Regions from separate parts of the Mus musculus genome. Here region 2 is linked to region 1. A link is a contact called in public promoter capture Hi-C data. All regions are on one chromosome and are shown on one strand. Each heading gives the region's core, a stretch centred on a gene start, on an enhancer-like site or on the middle of the called end of the contact. The rest is flanking DNA. Distances are from core to core; before and after follow the strand shown.

The links. Promoter capture Hi-C pulls out the DNA fragments that hold promoters and counts their contacts.
Region 2: a promoter capture Hi-C map of liver shows a contact between it and region 1. The contact joins the promoter of Polg here to the enhancer-like site in region 1. A contact is called at or near these places in 4 of 39 promoter capture datasets (embryonic stem cells, hippocampal neurons, liver and 1 more), 1 of 115 datasets of contacts at active chromatin or transcription factors (embryonic stem cells) and 1 of 9 other capture datasets (adipose tissue).

Annotation. Positions count from the first base shown.
Region 1 is chr7:79,345,306-79,348,320 of GRCm38.p6, forward strand. It overlaps Abhd2 (abhydrolase domain containing 2), which reads left to right. Exons shown (of 11, transcript NM_018811.6): 6 at 2,955-3,015. Gm24224 (a long non-coding RNA gene) reads right to left here. Exons shown (of 4, transcript XR_003946649.1): 2 at 2,818-3,015. Among named protein-coding and RNA genes, the nearest start is that of Gm24224, 7.0 kb to the right of the region's middle. Within about 2 kb of position 1,391, at least 27 of the 459 cell types and tissues checked have an H3K27ac peak or open chromatin away from gene starts, as enhancers often do. A contact at or near this core is called in liver, where this site is marked.
Region 2 is chr7:79,464,858-79,467,872 of GRCm38.p6, forward strand. It overlaps Polg (polymerase (DNA directed), gamma), which reads right to left and starts at 1,416. Exons shown (of 23, transcript NM_017462.3): 1 at 1,213-1,416; 2 at 1-514. The coding sequence starts at 354. It overlaps n-TRtcg5 (a tRNA gene), which reads left to right and starts at 1,562; the gene lies at 1,562-1,634.

The sequences.
Region 1 (3,015 bases), core at 141-2,640:
CGTTATTTTCCAATGTCCTTAACCTAGGAATAGTGCAGACCATCTTTTCCACAAGCCTTCTAAAAACCAAAGAAACAAAATTGAGGCTTCCATCTACCTTCGCTATCAACTAAGATGATCATTGTCAAAGTGGGTCACTAGACCAACAGTGTGAATGTCTCCTGACACCACATTGGAAATGTAGACCCTGAGGCTCTCTGTGTGACCCCTGCCTCTGGAGCTCCTGAGTGAGTAGGTTTGGGCCAAGGGACCACGGACAAGCATTTGGACCAACCACACAGTGCCCACTGTACCAGCACACCCCTCTCGCAACGCCTCTTCTGAAGAATGAGACCTAGAGCCACGTACATACCAAGCAAGCGCTTCTACCACTGAGCCCAAACCCGGGTTTTTGCTGTGATAATAACCTGCAAGCAGGTTTTTCAGTCCCCTCTTCATAAAGGAGCATTAGCACAAAGCAACTGTGCATATTTAAAGTTTGATTCTGAAGCCGGGTGTGGTAGCTCATACCTGTAATAGGCCCCCCCACTCTACTCCACCCCCACCCCCGCCGTTGGGAGACTGAGGCAGGAGGGTTGTCACAAGTTAGAGATAGCTTGGGCTACCTAGTGAATTCCTGGCCAGCCTGGGCTAGGAAGGAAGGAAGTGGGAAGGGAACAGGAGAGGGAAGCTGTTTGTTCTCTTTAGGTGTTGGATGGAGTGGCCAGCTACTGTGACCCTGACGTGGACCCTGAGAAAACCTTGCATTAAGGCAGTGTGGAAAGTTGCTTTACTTTAGATACTTCTAAAAGGCTGAGCAGCGCCCCCATCTGTTCAGAGTGCTTACTGCATGTAGAAAGGGAAGGAGCTCTGGTAAGAGATAACCCAGAGACATACGGGAGTGCAACTTAAAAAGTCCTTTCTCTTATAGTTCAGAGCAGGTAACTTTGTTGTTGTTGTTGTTTGTTGTGTGAGATGGTGTCTTGCTATGGCTAGCCTGGAAATCGGGCTGTCTTCTATCCCAAACTGCACCCAGAGTGCTGGGTTACAGAGGTGTACCACCAGGCCTGCTTTATTTTATTTTTTTCTGTCTCAAGACAAGGTCTTGCCAGCTAGCCTACAAACCTGCCTCAGTCTCCCAAATTCTAAGATGGCAGGAGTGAGCTATGATACCCAGACAGAATCCTTCTTCTTTAGAGAAAGTAGTTCCTAGGCCTAGTGGTACATGAGCACCCAGGGGACCCTCTAAAGAATAGCCATGCCCTTTAGGCCCCATCCCCAGATATTCTGCCAGCGGGCTTGGATATATGAGACACACACACACATACACACACACACACACACACACACACACACACGGCCAAGGGAAAAAAATGCAAACAGTAGATGTGTCGTAATGACTGAACACTATGACCAAAAGTAACTTGGGGGAGGAAGGGACTTATTTCACCTCGTAACTGCCAGGTCACGGTCCGTCACTGAGAGAAACCAAGACAGGAACTCAAATAGGAACCTGGATCCAGAAGCTGAAGCAGAGGCCAAAAGGGATGCTGTGCTCTTCAGACCTCACTCAGCTGCCCAGGGGTAGCCCCGCCCACAGTGGGCCGGGCCCTCACACATCAGCCATTAATCAGAAAGGTGGAGTGAGGGGTTAGAGAGATGGCTCAGCCATTAAAAGCACTGGCTGCTCTTCCAGAGGACCTGAGTTCAATTCCCAGCAACTACATGGTGGCTCACAACCATGCCCTATGGTGTGTCTGAAGACAGCAACAGTGTACTCATATACATAAAAATAAATAAATCTAAGAAAAAGAAAGAGTGAGCCCCTCAGACTTGCCTGCAGCCCAGTCTGGTGGAGACGTCATCTCAGTTCGGGTTCCCTCTTCCCACGTGACTCCAGTTTGTATCAAACCAGCACAGACAGATAGAAGGGAGTTGTTCTAGGCTCTAAAAGTGGTGTTCCAATTCTGGAAGCTACTGTTTAAAGCCAGCTGGGCTTTACTGTTTAAAGCCAAGTCTGGTCTCAGACTTGTGAGTCCGTGGCTGCAGGACAGCAGCTCCCGTTCCCACTGCAAACCCTTCCCCCTACTGGTGTATGTGGTATGTGCTTCTGCCAGCCTCCAGCAGTTGCCCTGCTAAGTTTTACTCTTAGGTTGGCTCCCTGACGTCTGGGCTTGCTATTAGAATGTGCTGAATCCTTCGCCTCTGCATGCCCCCCAGCATCTCTGTCTCAGCAGAGCTACAGAGGTATAGCTAGGCTCTGACAGCTTCCCAGGGGACAGTGGCTGAGAGCATCCCCGCTAGGCAGACCAGGCGTAAACACCCTCTCCATTCACACGGCCCCTCTGAGGGTTTCAGAATGAGTTGTCCTCCCTTGCCACCGTATCCCTGTGTCACTAAGAACATTTGTCTGAACCCTGCAGAGCATCCTGGGTGTCCCTGTAGACTTGGGGTTCATCTTCGTTCTGTCCCCAGAGTTGTCAAGAAGGTCCGGTAAATAACATCCTCTGGGCTCTTCACACCATGAATCATTGTACACAGGGGTAGAGCGCCCCAATTTGTAGCTAAGAAGCTAATCAATCCTCAAAGGGCTTAACTCTTGCTGGTATTTATATCTGTCTGTGCATGAACATAGCTGCTTAACGCTCGCCCTGAAAATCTGTTTGGATGCCCAGGAGCATCTAACCCAGTAAATCACAACCCACCTTTAAAAGAGCATTGCAAATGTATTTGACTTGTGTTGTACGTCTGCTCACAAACACTGCTAATGCCCATTTTTTCTCTAATTCAAGGGAGCATCTCTCTCTCACATAGCTAAAAAAAAAAATGTCTGCCTACCTGCGTTTTCTCAGCACACATGCACGCGTGCCTCATTCTTCAGTGCATGGGCACCCAGTTAGCAACACTCCAGCTTGCATTTTCTTCAGTTTCTGTTGTATTGGCAATGGTCAGGTGACCTCTCCTTTTGCCCACAGGCTGCACGTGGGAATTTGGAGCCATGGTGAACTACATCAAGAGGACATATCCCCAGACCCA
Region 2 (3,015 bases), core at 166-2,665, 120 kb after region 1:
CAGGTTGCCCCCGAAGAGCCGGGGCAGGCGCAGCTCCACGTCTGGCAAGGGCGTGGCCGGCTGCCCCCAGAGCCCGTGCTTCTGCAGGTGCTCTACGCTGCGCTGCACCGCGGCCTCGTCGGGCATTTCCCCGCCGCACCCGAAGATCTGCTCGTGCAGGCCTCTCGACAACATCTGGATGAGCAGAGGGTTGAGCCGCAGCTGCCCATTCTCGGAGGAGGGCATTTGCGACGGCGGCCGCCCGTCGCTGGGGACGGGGTCGAGGACGGAGCTGGAGACCCAGCGCGCGGTTGCTGGTACTGGCCCTGAGGCGACCTTGGCGCCAGCCACCTTCTTCCAGAGCAGGCGGCTCATGGTTGGTGCAGGGAGCCCCCCGCTGTGAGTCGGGGCACCGGGCTTTGGGCTCCAGCTTGACTGCTTTTAGTGGCCGAAAGACTCAGAGAGAGACGCGTCCCCTCTCTGTGCTCCTGTCAGTGAAATAGGTCTCACCATGCCTGCCTTCCTCACACAAGTCCTAAAGGAGACAGACGATAAAAGTGTTATTACAAGTGTCACGGACTTGAACAAACCGCTTATCCCGCAACAAACATCTGCTGCGTGCCAAACAAGCATTTTCTCCACTTGATCTTAGCCAAAAGGCCAGAGCGGAGTAGGGACATTTTTCTGTTACGCCTCCAACAACCTTAAGAAATGGCACTGCCCCCTCCCGAGGACAGGGCCACACCGGCTCGGCAGTTAACTTGGGAGAAGCCGCTGGAGATGCTGAAATGGGGAGACGCAGACAGACCAGGGTTCTGGCTCTCCAACTGCGTGACCTTGGCCCAGCTCCTTAGGCCCCGACCTCCTCCTCTGTAAAATGGGGTTAAGAACTCTAGAGCCACGGGCCACTGCTGTAAGAGTGGCAGAGGGCGCGCTCGTCGAGTGGCCCTAACCCCAGTAGGCGCTCGGCAGACAGCAGTTGCCAGTCCCACCCCGCCGGCGGCCCGAGGGCCTAGCGCCCCAACTTCGAAACCCGCCGAACGAGCCACAGCCTCGGGGTCCGCACCCACACCCGGGCGGGCCTAGGGCGCCCTGGTCGGGGCGTCGGCGGCCACCCCCGCACGCCGGGACACAGGGTCCCCGCCGCAGCCGCCGCCCTGCTCCCGGCCCGGCTTCCCGAGTGGAGAGGGAGCAGCCGCGCCCGGCCCTCCCCCTGCCGAGCCCGCCGGAAACCTCGGTCCGCTTCGCGCTTCCCGTTCTGCGGCAGCCCACAGCCCCGGCGACGACGCGGCGTCCGCGGCGCGCGGCCCACGCAGCCTCAGGGTGGCGTGCGGTCTCGGGAGCAGCCGCAACTTCCCGTCTGCGCGAACTGGGTCCCGCGGCTACCCAGAGGCAGGCGGGAGACTCCCCCGAGCGTCCAATAAGAGCGCCGCCAATGGAGCCGCCCGCCCGCGGGGGTGCAGAGGGACTTCCGGGTGAGGTCCTCCGCTACTTCCCTCCCCACGGAAAAGATAGACCAGTCTGACGCGAGCCTGAAGGCGGCTACACGCTTTAAGCTAAGTAAAGGCACCTTCTCGCTGGCGGCCGCGTGGCCTAATGGATAAGGCGTCTGACTTCGGATCAGAAGATTGCAGGTTCGAGTCCTGCCGCGGTCGACTTGTATGTTGTTTTTATCTGTCAGTTTGTTAATCCCAAGATTCCCTTTGGAAATAAAGCGAAATTGACCGTAGTGGTTATGACCAACTTCTAGTCTAAACTTAATTCTTGGAACTCAAGGATCTGAGCAAACAACTGTCAGGGTGACACATTGCTTAAACGGTGACAGCGGTCGAGAGCCTTGTCCCGGATGGAGAGTGGAGCAAACGGAGCACGTGCCGTCCGAAGTCTAGATTTGTCACCTATGGACCGCAAAGGCTAAGCCTCGATGGAGTCTCCTCCCTCCTATCCCGGACAATGATGCTGGGGGTTGATGCTGTTGAGTCCGATTGGTCGCGCCCACCGGGCACAGCTGAAGCACGTCCCGCTTCAGAGATCTGTCAATCTCTGGGTCCACCTCCCGTTGCTCCGGTTGTTTCTGCTCCCAGCTCTCCGTAGAGGGTCAGCTGCAAAGGGTCAGGCGAATATGGCCTGGGTGAATAACTGGGACCCAGGGATTCAAGTCGAGAGTCCCGTACGAGGAAAGAAAAGATCAGGATTGCTTCAGGCAGACTAGGGGGCACAAGCAGCTGATTAGGGAAAAAATTCGGACCGCGCTGAACGGCAGCCCCCACTTCCAACCAGCGAGACCACCCGGACGCTGAGAACTGTGTACAGGAGAGAGGGTCTTTGACTTTTTTCAGGAGTCGCTCCTCTATCCGCTTTTCCTGTCACTAGCAGCGGCAGGGACTCATACAGAACCCTTCTCCTTTCTCCTTTTCTTAGTTTCTTCCCCCTCTTTTGTCTGTCTGTCTGTCGGCCTGTTTGCTTGTTTGTTTGTTTTTAACGATGAGGTCTCACATTGTAACTTAGAACTTACGCGGTAGCCCTGGCTGCCCTCCCGCCTCAGTGCTTGAACTACAAATATCCACAATCTAGCTCTCCAGCTGAGACATTCTTATACATTTTTCTAGATGTACTTAATAGACATAAAGTGATTTTTGTTTGTTTGATTGGTTGGTTATCAGTTTTATATATATACACACACAAACCAGAGTCAACTAGATAAGAGATTCCTTATTTTGTGATTCTTCTTGCTTTTACATAACTTTGCTCAGTTTATTTTGCTATAAGGTGAAAAAGGAGAGGCTCTTAACTCAGGAAGCCTCCGAGCAGGAAAAACAATTTCATTTTTATTTCATAGTCTCCTACTGAAATTCAGTGTTCTCTTCATCTGTGAGCCTAGGCAAGCTGCCACGTGGCGCTAGCCATACCCGTGCCTTGTTCTCAACGGTGTTATACTCGCTGTAAATTTTTCAAAACTTTGATTGCAGCCATTGGAGTTTCAAAGAGCGGTAGCTGCGAGGAAGAGCCTAGAAACTGCGATTTAATGGACTAACA